4 separate regions of the Sus scrofa genome follow, and regions 1, 2 and 3 are each linked to region 4. The links are chromatin contacts, called in public HiChIP or PLAC-seq maps. All regions are on one chromosome and are shown on one strand. The core of a region is the stretch at or near the end of the contact, and the rest is flanking DNA. Distances in the headings are between cores, read along the strand shown.

Region 1 (3,323 bases), core at 68-2,567, 650 kb after region 4:
TGGCTAGCACAGTAATGGCCCCAAAGATGTTAACAGCCTAATCTCTGGAAGCTGTGAATATGTCCAATAACATGGCAAAGGGAATAAATTTTGCAAATGGAATTAAAGGCCTTTCGTCCTGAGGGGTCCTTAGAAATGGATGATGGGGCTAGAAGAAATCTTTGGAGTGATACAATTTGAGTAAAAACGCCATAGCCTTTGCTGGCTTTGAACATGGCAGAAGGGGAGCACAAGCCAAGGAATGAGGGTAGCCTTTAGAAGCTGGAAAAGTAAAGACATGGTTTCTCCTTAGAGATCTTGCAAGGAAAGCACACATATTGACACCTTGATTTTAGCCAAGTGGGATTCATGACAGCCTTCTTATTTATAGCAATGTAAGATAATAATAATAAATTTTCAGCGCTTTTCAGTAATTGTTTCTGGTAAGTTTTGCAGCAACAATAGAAAACAAATACATTATTATATTGATATTATTTGTTTATGTGTCTATTCTCTCCTCTAGACAATAAATTTCTCAAAGGCAACAATGTTGTCATATAAAAAAAAAAACCTAAAAACTTAGCACTATTCTACATTAAAGAAATAAAATTTACTGTCGAACCTTGGAGAGGTCTAGTATTTACTCAGTGTGAACACTATATATGACTAGTCCTGCCCTAATTATTAGGCTCTGAATTTTTTTTACTCCCTAGGAACACTGTTTAACCTTACTGAATCTTAAGTTTCTCATCTGTACAAGGAGTTCAAGGGCCAGATCAGGTTTGCCATATTTTTCTGAGAGTCCAAATGGAACTACTCAGTTCTGCCAACTGAACACAAAGGCAGCCATAGGCGATAAGTGAATTAATGACTATAGCTGTTTTCCAATAAAACTTTATTTATAAAACAGGAGATGGTCTGCATTTGGCCATTGTTTGCTGACCCTATACTAGCAGAACCTCCTATTCCATTCTGATTCCTTTCTAATCTGATACTTTTGTGAGTTTATATAGAGTTAGTGCCATTAGTGCCGTTAGTGTCAGCTAAGCCATGGAAGTGTCAGTGGGACTTGGTGAAGTAACTCAAGTAATGAGATGGGTCTGTTTGTAAGAAGAAGCAAGATATTGCCGAATCAAGGGCCAGGAAGGGAACTGCCATCATGTCCCTGGCAAACAGACCTGGGACAAATGCTCTTAAGGATGAGACATAAGGAGAACCTTGAATGCCAAGGCTGAGCTCACTGAACTTGAAACTCAGAGAAGTGGAACTACTGTTGCAGGAATAAAAGGGAGCCATAAATCCTTTGCCCTCTGGAATGAAAGGCCTTCCGAGGCAGCTGGCCAAATGAAGCAGGAGGAGGGGGTGAGGTTTGCACTCAGCTAAATTATGTCTTTGGGCAGCCAGACCAGGTCTGCTAAAATAACAAGGTGCTTGAACTTCTGCCCAGAATACGTCATCAAACTTTGCATTTGGGACAGTCTTCTATCACATGACTTCCTAATCTGAGCAAGGGAAGAAAGCAGAGTGAATGAAATACAAAGAATGAGGTTTTTCTTGGAGTGCCTCCCTGGAGACAAAACTTGACTTTTCAGGAGATTACTTTTTGAATTCTCTGTTCTAATTAAACAAACAAACAAAATATAAGTTCATGGATCTAACAGATTTTGCAGCATCTAATAAGATTTTGGAGGCCTTTTGAAGTTTGCTCATGATGTGAGACTTGCCCATTGCAGGTATTGGGTGTGGGTTTATAGGTAAACATGGGCCAAGAAGAGCCCATCCAGAACTAAGAAAAGGCACAGGGATTTGAGGATGTCCTTGTTTGTCTGACTGCCTGGTTGTGGTGGTTGTTTTGCCTTAGCTATTTTGCTGAGTTTTCGGGACAAAACCAAACTGTTTGATTGCTTCATCACAATAGCTTGTTTAGGTCTTACAAATTGTTCAAGATCAGTTTGTCCATAATAAAAGTGACCTAGTAATATCCCCAGACCCAGTCACAGAAGCACTTGATGTGCCAAGTTAGTGCCACCTCAGGGCTCTTTATGTGGTCCCTCTCCAAGATTTCTAAACATTCCAGAGAAAGCACAATGCTTGTTTATTTGGCTGCTAGGTCTTCATTTTGCTTTTGTTTTAGTTACACTCCTATGCCTCTCTCTCCCTTTCCCTCCCCCTCCCTCTTTCTCTCATTATATATACACTTATTTTTACATTGAGAGCCACTCAGATTTTCCCTTTAAGGAATAATTTAAATTGGTTAGGATTCAACTTATGGTTGTCAAGAATCCATGCATATACCCACTTGGAAGATATTTTCTTACCTCTTCTCCATCTCAACTCTCTGAGGCATGGGAAGAGGTGCTTTGGGACTGGAGTGATGAATTGTACATGGTATGTGCCCTCAAGGAACACTTTGTGCAGGTAAATGGCTACTGTATTCTCAATAAGATGTATGGTGAACATGCCCTAGCAGGGCTCCAGAGGGTGAGAGTTGGGAAGGTTCTTTTGTTGGGGGCAGCCAAGGGAGGCTTTGTAGGGTTGGCAGGTGACCTGGGCCTCTGAGAACAGTTAGGGGTGTGAAATGAAGACGTGGTGGAGAGGAAGGTCCTGATACAGGGAAAATCCTGAGCAAGTTCTTGGAGTCAAGGAAGGTAGTCAGACAGACGACTGGGTAAATGGCTTAGCAAAGTGAGCATTCTGAAGTGGAGAACTTGCAGAGCTTCTGTTTGCAGCAGTGATCTCAAAAAATGCATAATCACCAGAGCACTCTAGGAGGGTATATGGTAGAACTTGTCAGCTTGCTCCATTTTCTCATAAGAAGCCCACCTTGTTTGGGGATTCTGACCGTACAGGAGGAGGTCCTATTGGATCCTGGGAAGCCTGGAGCAGGAGCTTTACCAAGCCTCTAGTATTCCCAACCCATCCTTCTCTAAAATTCCAGCACTGTTGCCATCCACTCAGTTGGCCATATATGTGAGGGTTTATTTCTAGATTCTCTATTCTGTTTTACTGGTCTTTATGCCTGTTCTTACGCCAGCACCACACTGTTTTAATTACTGTAACTTTGTGGTGAGTTTTGAAACCAGGAAGGGAGAGTCCTCCAACTCTGTCTGTTTTGTTTCCAAAAATTGTTTTGGTTATTTGGGGGGCCAATGGAAGTTTTCAGTCTGGCAACAGTGTATATGATTTGTTGGAATGAACTAGATTGGGAAGAATGGAAACCATTTAGGCTGTTTCATAAATCTATGTATGAGGTAATATTTTTGTGGCAGTAAAACTGGAGAGTGGTAAATGGATTTGAAAATTTTGGAATAATTTAATGTGGCTTGCTATATTCAGGGTGAATG
Region 2 (3,341 bases), core at 181-2,680, 590 kb after region 4:
TTGTACAGAAAAAATCTGTTAGAATCAGAGCCATAGAAGAAACTTACTTAGGAGAACTTTTTTTTTTTTTTTTTTTTTTTTTTTAAATAAACACAGCACATTCCACAGACCAGCTATACCAGTCTGTAACATAGCATGTTGTTGAAAGCAGGGTTTTGGAGATCATCTTGTTAATGCTTATTATTTTAGAGCTGGAGGATTTGAGGTCCAGAGAGGGTATATATTTTCTTGGTCACTTAGCCAAATAGAACCACTGTCATTAAATGTGACCCAGAGTGGGAGGTCGGGGGTCTCCTGACTTCCATGCTCACTTCCAGCGGTGTGGGTACTGACTCTTTTGGAAGAGAAATTCTTAATGTCTATGTCCTTTTCTCTGCCGTTTACCTACTCTTCCTAGTATCATCCAACAATCGACAGAGTTTCTTGATTCTTTAATGAAACTTTTCCACTGCAAACACTTTCTGGAAGCAGAATAACTGGGTTTGAATCCAATTTCCAGTATGTACTAGCTGCTATATTACCTTGCATAAGCCACTTGAACTTGTCTAAATCTTGGTTGTTGTATATTCAAGTTAAAAAGAACAAATTGTTCCCTAAGATTTCGCCACCTGAGACTCCATATAACTTCTTGGACATCAAATGGCCTGTCCTGGCTGTTGTCACCCGTTTGTAGCAAATAAAAACCAGTGAGTTAGTAATTGGTTTGTTTCCATTCTCTCCTTTACCTTCTCTTGCAGCCTGGTCTTCCAGTGCTATTGTTTTCCTGTCAGGGCTGATTGTTTCATTTGCAAATGACATTCTGAATCTGAAGTGACAGTGCAATGTGGAGTATGTCTCTATTCAGCCTCACTTCTTTATGGGAGACAATTACTTACTTGAATAGATTGATGCTTCTCTTTTTCTTCTTGGTTTACTGGGATCTGCAGATGTAGTTGGGTTTTTCTTGCCACCACCTGTGTTGCCAGCATGGGGATGGCACCTTTAGCATTGATTTGCATTCACGCTTACTCTGTGCAAGGCAGGTTGGCCTTAATGTGTTGATTCCTAGCCTACCTCCCTTCACTCTACAATTCCTGGTCAATGGGACTCATAGGAGTGAAGACAGTTTTTGTAAGAACTTCATCTTACTCAGCTGGCGGACTTTTAGGAGGAATCACGGGACATGAGAGTTGGGAGGAATGGTAGCCAGCATCTAATCTTCAGTTTACAGATAGGGAGATGCGCTGGGAGATATGCTGAGGTTCAAGACACAAGAGTTCAAAAGACGAAAGTGGTAGAGCCGGTGAGTGGCTGAGCTGAAAATTATGCCCAAGTCCTTTGCATTTCAGTCTAGTGTTTTTTTTTTTTCCAGTATTTCCAACTGTCTCTCAGATAGTCTATATAAAGGTTTGGCATTTCTGTGGAGTTGTTCTCTCATCACCCCTTCCGAGTAATGCCAGCTGTCCATGCAGAGAGTGGGGCACTTAGCCAGTGCAGGGCCAAAGCTGCCTGTAAAGAGAAGTGGAGTGAATGCATTGACATTTTCAGTCCATGGCAGATCCTGTTTGCCCTTCCGGCTCTCATCTGACCTGATGCTTCAGAGGAAGAGTGATTACATTTGCTGTTCAACTAACAATTGTGTGCAATTTTCAGCCTGCCTTATTCTTGAACGTTGTCTTCCCACGCTTCCATCACATGCCACAGCATATTTGCTTCGTAATTACACTGGTAGGGACTTACCTACACCACTTGGAAAAGGTTTGCCTAAAGTACTTATTTACTTGTGCATAATAAATCTTGATTGATACCTTGGTAATCTCTGAGATCAATCTAAGGTTCCCTCCCACAAGAGGGAGGATTGAAGAGTCAGGGCAATGAGTGACAAAAAAAGAAGGGGGAAAAAAAGAGGACTGTACTTCCTCACTGGTGATCTAAGAGGAGAATTATAGATGATTTGGCTGACTTTTACTTGTTTCTAGCTATATATATATAATCAGGAGCTTCCATAGACTCATGAGTTTTGAGTAGAGTTGTTGTTAGCGTTTATCTAGTAACCTAATGACATCTTTTTCAGAGGAGGACACTGTGATCCCAGAGAGAGCAAAGGTTGTACTGTGAGCTCATGGTATAGCTAAGACTGGGAGCTAGGTCTGAATTTAGAAGATCAGGTATCTTTGAGCTGAGTTCCAAGTTGGAGAAAAGGATAATTAGCTGTAACCTATAAGGGGAAGCTCAGTGTAGCATTTTAATACCCCCTTAAGGAAGCAGTTTTGAAATTTTAGGAAGGCACTGATTTTTATATAAAGAGAGAAGATAGTGAAACATCTCTAAAATATAGGAGAATGTTATTTAAATCTCAGTTGTTTAAGTGGACAATCCTAAAGTTTAGTTGGCTATCAACTACATCTGATGTTTAAGTCGCAAAGTATCTCAGCTTCTCAAATCTTCCATCAATAAAATGGTGATGTTAATACCTGCCATGTCCCTCAGTATCATTCATTTATTCAGCAAACATTGACCAAGAGCCAGGTCTTGGGTTAATTGCCAAGGGAGATTTAGGGACTAATGCAACATGATTTAAAGATTAATATAAACACTCTGAGTCAATCATTAGCAACACTTGAATCAGAATACATACATAAAGATTCCCAGGTGAATCTAGTGTGCAGACAGTTTGAAAACCACTTCCTTAAGCTTATAGTACTTGGTGTTAGATAATACCATGCAATGGGTGGTTGGTTGTTTTTAAATTTTGGTAATCTAAGTAAATATTTAAAGAAGAGTACACTGTGGATTTTAGAAAAGAAGCAAAACTTGAGCAAACACTAGTTCATTCTATTTTTGTGGATGACAGTGACTTGTCATTTACATGCCATCTTTAGCAAGGCTTGGTAACTTTTTTTAGTATTAAATGTCACTTTACCTGTAGTCTTATGTATTCCCTCTGGTGAGGAAGGGTCTTGGTTGTCATATGGCCTTTTGCAGTTGTTTGTGTTTGGTTATGTTTGATCAGTTTGGTCAGACTTTTGGCTTTATCAGTTTGTGTGGCTCATGATAGATTTGATGGAACAAAGCAGAGAAGACATTGCGGCAAGTAGCACCCAAGAGCTACGAATGGATATAAAAGCAAAACCTCCTGTTTCTATGTGATGACTTCCTTTGGATTTTGGTCTTTTCCTTTTTCCTATAGAGAGGCTGTACCATGGTGGAGACCATGGACTTGGGGGTCCAAAACTTGTGTCCAAGCCTCAGCTTTGCTATTTGTTAGCAGTGTCTCTTTGAGCAAGTTTCTTTAACTCTTACAGCCTTATATTCTTGATCTGCTAAATGTGGAGAATGATAATCTTACCTCATATAATAAA
Region 3 (3,680 bases), core at 218-2,717, 610 kb after region 4:
ATTGATTTGCTAGGAATTTTATCTTGGGTCCTATTCATCTCTGGGATTCATATTTGAAATTTAGCCAGTCTCTTAAAATTGTGTTTACTCTTGGTCTATGTGTATAACTTTTTCAGGGAGAGGGTCCATATGTCATCAGATCCTCAAAGAGATGCTTAACTCCACTCATTAAGAAAGATAACCTCCCCTGTTTTAGAGGTCACCAGTCTCCCAAGCCATTTATATCAATGTTGGTTAAATGAAAGCCAGCTTTCCCTTTTCCTCTTGCCATATTAGGAGGTAGAGTCTAAAAAGAGAACTGAGAATTTGGTGGTGATGGAAGTGGGGGTTCTAATAATTACATTAAAAAATGCAATGACTGTACAATATAACATGTAGACACAATTATATCACAATATATGGTTTTGATAACATGTTCATATTTGTTTGCACATCTCCTCTGGGCAGTGCATTTATAAGGTGAGGCATAGAGATGGATAAGGCATGGGTTCTTTCCTCTGAGAGGGAGGCCACACAGATATTCATTCACATTTGATTATTGAGGCGATGGAAGTTCTGTGATGAAACTGCTTGTACCCGGTTCTACAGGTACAAAGCAATCAAGGAGATTCCTGAGTCCTTTATACTATAATATGCTTTCTATTGCCTGGCATGTAATTATTACCCATACATTTTTACTTATTCCTCTTATATGTGAATTTAAAATGTCATATTTGTTCTGCTTCCATTAATGCAGTTTTGAATGATGATTCATCAGTGCAGTGGCCTATTTTAGTGAACCACAATAGCTTGGGTAGAAAGAAAAAAAAAAAGATTCAACATACTCAGGAATGGAAAGCAGCCATCTTTTTATAGCTAAAATTGCAAACATCTGGCAATTACTCTATTCTACCTCCCTTCAAAAAAAGAAGAATCGTCCGTTCAACTGTGGAGCCTGCCACTGTGTTTAATCAAGGCAGCTATGCAAGCCTCAAGGAGCGATAGGTTTTGATTCAAGGAGGCCATTGCCTAACCCAGTTGGCCAGACTCTCTTTGGAAAATACACCATTTAATACTGCCCATATGCTACTGTGTTATGTAATGATAATAATGGTAATATGGCAATTAATGGCTGTAGAAAATCCGTATTTGCTTTCCTGCCCTAGCTCATTTGTGGTGTCTTTTATGATAGCTTTTATGTTTTTGCAACTTAACTGTTCAGGTCAAGTTTGCCTCTCTCCATCCTCTGGAGCTTTTCGTATTCCTGAGTCGAAGGTTCAGCTATATCAATGCAAGTCATACTTACTGATTTGATTTTTATTATAAACTGGTCTAGTAAAACGTTGAGGGAACAAATTCATTTCTTTTGAAAGCCTGACAGTGATCTTATAGTCAAAAAACAATCCACTGTGCCTATGATTCCCTCATACCCCACCCTTTTTTCTTATTATGATAATTGCTTGTGAAACTAGTTCTTCCCTCCCTGGCAAAAGTCAGCTCTGCTGGCAGGGGAAGTGAGAATGACGGGTGGTTTGCAATAAGGGCTGAGAGTCAGAACTTCTGCATTTTTCTCTTGGGGCCAATGCCAGCTTTCACTCTGGCCATGACCAATGTACTCACCTTTCTATTCCCCATTTACCTTTCTCTTCCTCTGAGCCACTGAAGGGGATAGGTGGACTTTTCCCTTCCCAGGTTCTGCCAACCTTGCTGTCACTGTTTGCGTTTGGCTCTAGGGTATCTTGGTCAATGATCATTATGTGAAGGGATGGAAAAGATGTAGTTTAAAAAAAAAAAAGTTTCAATGGCATGGCAATTTTCAAAAACAACCTCAAGTACTAAAAATAGGATGTTTTCTGGTGTTATAGTGTTAGCATTTTATGGTACTTGGAAATCATAGGCATGCAGTGGGGGCCATGAGCTTATTATACCCTTGCTTTTTATGCCTTTGGTAGAACTATGTTCAATACCAAAGCCACTGCCTTAGCTTTGATATTATAATTTTACTAAGCTGTCTCTCCTGCCAGTCTTCCCAAAATCCCACTGAATTTTGCAAACATTTCATTAACTTAACTGCAACTTTACAAAAGTTGAGATTGTGATTGGGGGGGGGGGTTCTGTTTAAAAACATATATAAAGGGAAGAAAAGAAGCAAGAACTCCTAATAACCTAAAATGCATATCTTAGTACAACTATTCCATAGAGACCTTGATGGAATAATGGTCTCTGGAATCTCAAAATGTGTGTCTCCCTTTCTCTGTCTGTATCCAGTAAATTACTGATAGTTCTAGCTTTTCTCCCTCATGAGCACATCTTAGAACTTGGACTTGTTATAGGCAATATTGTTGCCCAGTGCTTTTCTCCTTGATGACCTTCCTAAAGTGGAAGAGCCTGTGCCACTTTATGGCTGTGTTGTACTCTTACTTAAGGGCTTAAAAATCCACAAACTTTTTAGAACACAACCTGTGCTATATTGCAGAGGACTTTAAATGTCTCAGTAGTTCTCTACCTTCACGACATGCAAGAATCACCTGGGGAACTTTAAAAAAATGCTGAGACTTGGCCTTCACTCTCAGATAATTCTAATATAATTGGTCTAGGATAGGCACCTTTTCTTTTTTAAAAACATTTTCCAAGTCTTAGAACCACTGAGACAGTCCAATCTCTCCTCTGATACTTGAGTTCCTATCACGTCTAACAAGATGTTTTTCATGCTTTTCTTGAATATTTTTAGTGTGTGAAACTGAAACTGCCCTTTCTGTCTTTGGACAGTTCTGAGTTTTTGGAAAGTTTGTCTTTATTTTGATTAGAAATCTGCTCTCATAAAATGTGGACATATTTTTTAATCTTAGGAATTTATAATCTTTAGCCATGGAGTTTAGTTAGTACTTAAAGTTTTAAAAATGTGCCCTCAGGGAGGAAAAATCTGTAACAATCTGATCACATCGCTTGAATGGTAACCAGTTGTCATTAAATAGGACCTCTTCCTTAACCACTTTTGAGTTAGGAGTCTCTGGAAAGGAATGGTGAAGAACAAACAGAAAAACAAATTAAACAAATGTTTTTTCTAGGGAGGCATCATCAGAGTTACCTTGCCAACTAGCCAATTTGACCTCAAGAGCAGGAACTCTTCGCTGGTCACCATTCAATTCATGGTGTCTAACGTGGTTGAGGTGCAAATGAGGCATTCAATGACTACTTACTGAATAAATGATAAGTATGACATTTATTGAGGTGGCTCAAATTAAATATACAAACACTGATAGTTTTAAGCATAACAGCAGGTTAGAAAATACAGTGGGAGAAGGTCCCTTTTGCAGGGGAATAAAGCTAAAATGCCCAAATGCACACATTTAATAAGAGATATGAAACATATGTTCACACAATGAAAAAACAAACAAAATATAACCCTCAACTCTCTGGAAAAACATAAGTCTTGGTAGCAGTGTCCCTGGTATAGATCTGTCCTCTCAGGCAGCCATTAGATTGCTTTGGCTTTAACATATGGTGGAGGTGGGAATATGTTTTATTTGTAGGGTCACTTGTATTTCTTTTGGATTAAAAGATATTTTACTATATTCAGGTGAAACCTGCTGCACCCCAGGTCTACCTCTGGTCCTAGTTCTGCCCTTGAAGATTGCAAAGGAAAGTCCTCCTCCCTATTATTTCCATTGTAGGGTTCTAAAGCTTTTAATTATTTTATT
Region 4 (3,147 bases), core at 287-2,786:
AATGAAAGTTAGGCCTTCAATAGCCAGGTTAGGAAGAGAGGGTGTGGGGAAGGAGGGCGTTTCAGGCAGAGAGAAGAGCTGAAACAAGGGCACAGAAGTTAGGTATACATCTCATAATGTTTTATTTTGCCTAGAGAGCTTTCTAGTTTGCAAAGAACTTTCTCAACAGTTCTCTAACATGCTTCTCCTTGTGACCCTGAGAAATATGCTGTGATTATTATTCCAATTAGAAAGATGAGGAGACTGGGACCCGGGATGGAAAGGCACCAGCTGGGCTAGTGAGCTGCAGCATGAAGTTCAAGATGCAGTCGTTTAACTTCAGAGTGGTGCCTTTTCCCATGCTGTGGTGTTAATAAATACATTCATTGCTCCCTGTTCTGAGCAAGACCCTGAGCAAGCCCTTCCGCATATGCCCTAATGCCATCCTTGCAATGGCCCTGAGAGGTAAGTGTTGTTGCATTTCAAAAGCAGAAACGTTTTAATTCTGCCCCTACTTTTCTTTTTTCTTCTTTCTTTTTTACATAATGATTTTTTTTATTATAGCTGGTTTACAGTGCTTTGTCAGTTTTCTACTGTACAGCATGAGTGACCCAGTTACACATACATGTATAGATTCTTTTTTCTCACATTATCATGCTCCATCATAAATGACTAGATACAGTTCCCAGTGCTACACAGCAGGGTCTCACTGCTTGTCCATTCCAAAGGCAATAGTCTGCATCTATTAATCCTAAACTCCTAATCCATCCCACTCCCTCCCCCTCCCCCTTGGCAACCAGGAGTCTATTCTCCAAGTCCATGATTTTCTTTTCTGTGGAAAGGTTCATTTGTGCCATATATTAGATTCCAGATAAAAGTGATGTCATATGGTATTTGTCTTTCTCTTTCTGATTTGCTTCACTTAGTATGAGAGTCTCTAGTTCCATCCATGAAATCTTTCCAAATCTTTTCTTTTTTTCCCAAATATTTTATTGTGAAAATGTAAAAATATAAAGAATATTTAAACAAAATTCATATCTACCATTAGATTCTACTACTAATATTAGTTTTCTTTTTGAGGATACTGATGATTCCCTATGAGGCATGCTGGTTTAGGGGTTCATGCTTTACCCACTCTTTTGGCCCTTGGGAACCCCTGAGCCTGGAGTGTTACCTGCACATGAGCATATGCAGCTTTTCTAAAAATGGAAAATCCAAATTCATCTCTTTGCAAAAATCTTCCAGTTCCTCCTGCATTTGGCCAACCTCTCCTGTGTGGTGAAAGTCACCATTTAAATATGAAACCCAGCTCAGTTTCCAAAAATTTAATTGCATTATTAAGAATTAGTTGAAACTGGGCTTTGTCAATCTCTGAGGGGCAAGGCTGGGACTGAAGCTGACCAAACCATCAAGGCTGGCCAGAAATTCATTGCAATTGCTGAAATACTTAATGTAATCTGGGGCTGTGTTGGTTGGCGACACCACCTCCAGTACAGTGAGTACCCGCTGGGTAGGGCATAGTTCTAGGCTCTCTGGGGGAAATACAAATTAGTGGCTAGAGAGAAAGACTGGCTTTACCACGGATCCAGTGACAAGTATGTCAAAGGCCAAAGAAAGATGATCAGGCAAGAGCTGGTAAAAATTCATAGCCAGCCCCACAGCCGCAGGCAGCAAGAGCTGGATTCCCAACATCAGCTTTCTTTGCACTTGTTCAGTCCAGGAGTCAGGTAGGAAAGATCCTGTGTTCAGCCCTGTTGCCTTCCAGATTTGATTAAGGCTCTTAGGAGAGTCATGACCTCAGCCTGGAATGGCAACACAGGAAAAAGACAACAAAAAAGAAAGAGAAGATGACTAAAGCATTTAGTGCAAGAGGAGGGGCGATGGATGGAGTGAAAACTGGGAAGTTTCCACTTGATTTTCAAGGCCACGGGTATAATGAAAGGCCTCATTTTCTTGTGCTATTGTTAAGCCTTTCAAAAGAGTCTCCTCTGCAAGCCTGCCCCCAAACCATAGGTCTAGGATGATTTCTCTCCATGCCTTTTGGCTTGGTTTGCTGATTTATAAAGGGGGAAAGCAACTGCTACCTTACAGGTATTCTTTTGAGGATTAAATGTGGTAAAGCTCAGTAAATGGCTCATTAACATAAATGTATAGAAAATAGACTGTTTGATATCCTATCCAGCTAGCCCAGCCATCTGGTAAAAAGTAGGACCAGACAGTTAGACTCATGTAACAGAAATTTGGAAATCATCTGATCCAACACCTGAATGTGGTAGATGAGAAGGGAGAAAGCAGCAAGTGCTTCCGACCAAGGGTGCAGAGAAAGACAGAGGCTGAGGAGGGCTTTGTGGGTGTGGGGAGGAATGAGAGACAGAGCTTTGCTGAACCCCTTGTGATATAATCTAAACTCATAATGAAGAGAGACATAGGCAGAGTCTGCATTTCAGAAGTCGAGGCTCAGAGTTTCCAAATGGAAGTAGTCTCCCTCAGATCCAAGAGCTAAAAAGCAGATGAGGGAGATTTAAACCCTGGCTGAGTTCAGAGCCCATGCTCTTGACCTTACACCATCTCACCAGGTTTTCTGCTTCCTTGCAAAGACCCATTTTTCAAGGTTTCCGTAGCACCTTCAGAAAAGAGGGGTGGCTTGGGAAGGGGGTTGTTTTTATGTTTTTTAAAGTCTGTGAATCCCTGTGGAACCCTTCTTTACACAGCTCAGTTTTACAATCTAAGATGTCTAAGTCCACAGGCTGCCCCAGGCCTCTTTCATCCCTAACATTCTCGGTGTTTCACACCAAAAAGAAAATGGTCCTCCTTTGCCTCCAAATCCAAGTAGTCCTTACCTACAAAAATGGCTTCTTTAAAATCATCTGCCTATGTTATTTATGGTTATCTGAGGCCCGTGCAAAGAGACTCACCTTCCATTTCCTTCCCCCAGGACCTAGTAGGTGCTAAATACACTTTCTAGTACATTTTTCTTTTCTTTCTTTCTTTTTTTTTTTTTAAGAGATGCACCTGAGGCATGCAGGCTAGGGGTCGAATGGGAGCTGCGGCCACCAGCGTATGCCACAGCCACAGTAATGCGGGTTCCAAGCCGCATCTATGACCTACACTGCAGCTTATGGCAATGATGGATCCTTAACCCACTGCGCAAGGCCAGGGATTGAACCC

Evidence for each region. HiChIP or PLAC-seq counts read pairs in DNA pulled down with a chosen protein or histone mark.
Region 1: an H3K27ac HiChIP or PLAC-seq map of skeletal muscle shows a contact between it and region 4. The contact joins two enhancer-like sites. A contact is called at or near these places in 1 of 5 promoter capture datasets (liver) and 2 of 2 datasets of contacts at active chromatin or transcription factors (alveolar macrophages and skeletal muscle).
Region 2: an H3K27ac HiChIP or PLAC-seq map of skeletal muscle shows a contact between it and region 4. The contact joins two enhancer-like sites. A contact is called at or near these places in 4 of 5 promoter capture datasets (fetal liver, fetal skeletal muscle and liver), 2 of 47 Hi-C or Micro-C datasets (embryonic fibroblasts and epiblast stem cells) and 2 of 2 datasets of contacts at active chromatin or transcription factors (alveolar macrophages and skeletal muscle).
Region 3: a contact with region 4 is called in an H3K27ac HiChIP or PLAC-seq map of alveolar macrophages. The contact joins two enhancer-like sites. A contact is called at or near these places in 1 of 5 promoter capture datasets (liver), 2 of 47 Hi-C or Micro-C datasets (embryonic fibroblasts and skeletal muscle) and 1 of 2 datasets of contacts at active chromatin or transcription factors (alveolar macrophages).

What each region holds. Positions count from the first base shown.
Region 1 is chr13:126,067,739-126,071,061 of Sscrofa11.1, forward strand. All of the region lies in intron 3 of LPP (lipoma-preferred partner), which reads left to right. Among named protein-coding and RNA genes, the nearest start is that of MIR28, 210 kb to the right of the region's middle. Within about 2 kb of position 1,318, at least 10 of the 83 cell types and tissues checked have an H3K27ac peak or open chromatin away from gene starts, as enhancers often do. A contact at or near this core is called in skeletal muscle, where this site is marked.
Region 2 is chr13:126,004,106-126,007,446 of Sscrofa11.1, forward strand. The region is part of intron 2 of LPP (lipoma-preferred partner); the gene reads left to right. Among named protein-coding and RNA genes, the nearest start is that of LPP, 220 kb to the left of the region's middle. Within about 2 kb of position 1,431, at least 3 of the 83 cell types and tissues checked have an H3K27ac peak or open chromatin away from gene starts, as enhancers often do. A contact at or near this core is called in skeletal muscle, where this site is marked.
Region 3 is chr13:126,027,939-126,031,618 of Sscrofa11.1, forward strand. All of the region lies in intron 3 of LPP (lipoma-preferred partner), which reads left to right. Among named protein-coding and RNA genes, the nearest start is that of LPP, 250 kb to the left of the region's middle. Within about 2 kb of position 1,468, at least 7 of the 83 cell types and tissues checked have an H3K27ac peak or open chromatin away from gene starts, as enhancers often do. A contact at or near this core is called in alveolar macrophages, where this site is marked.
Region 4 is chr13:125,418,150-125,421,296 of Sscrofa11.1, forward strand. All of the region lies in intron 3 of LOC106508008 (a long non-coding RNA gene), which reads left to right. Among named protein-coding and RNA genes, the nearest start is that of BCL6, 30 kb to the left of the region's middle. Within about 2 kb of position 1,537, at least 2 of the 83 cell types and tissues checked have an H3K27ac peak or open chromatin away from gene starts, as enhancers often do. A contact at or near this core is called in alveolar macrophages and skeletal muscle, where this site is marked.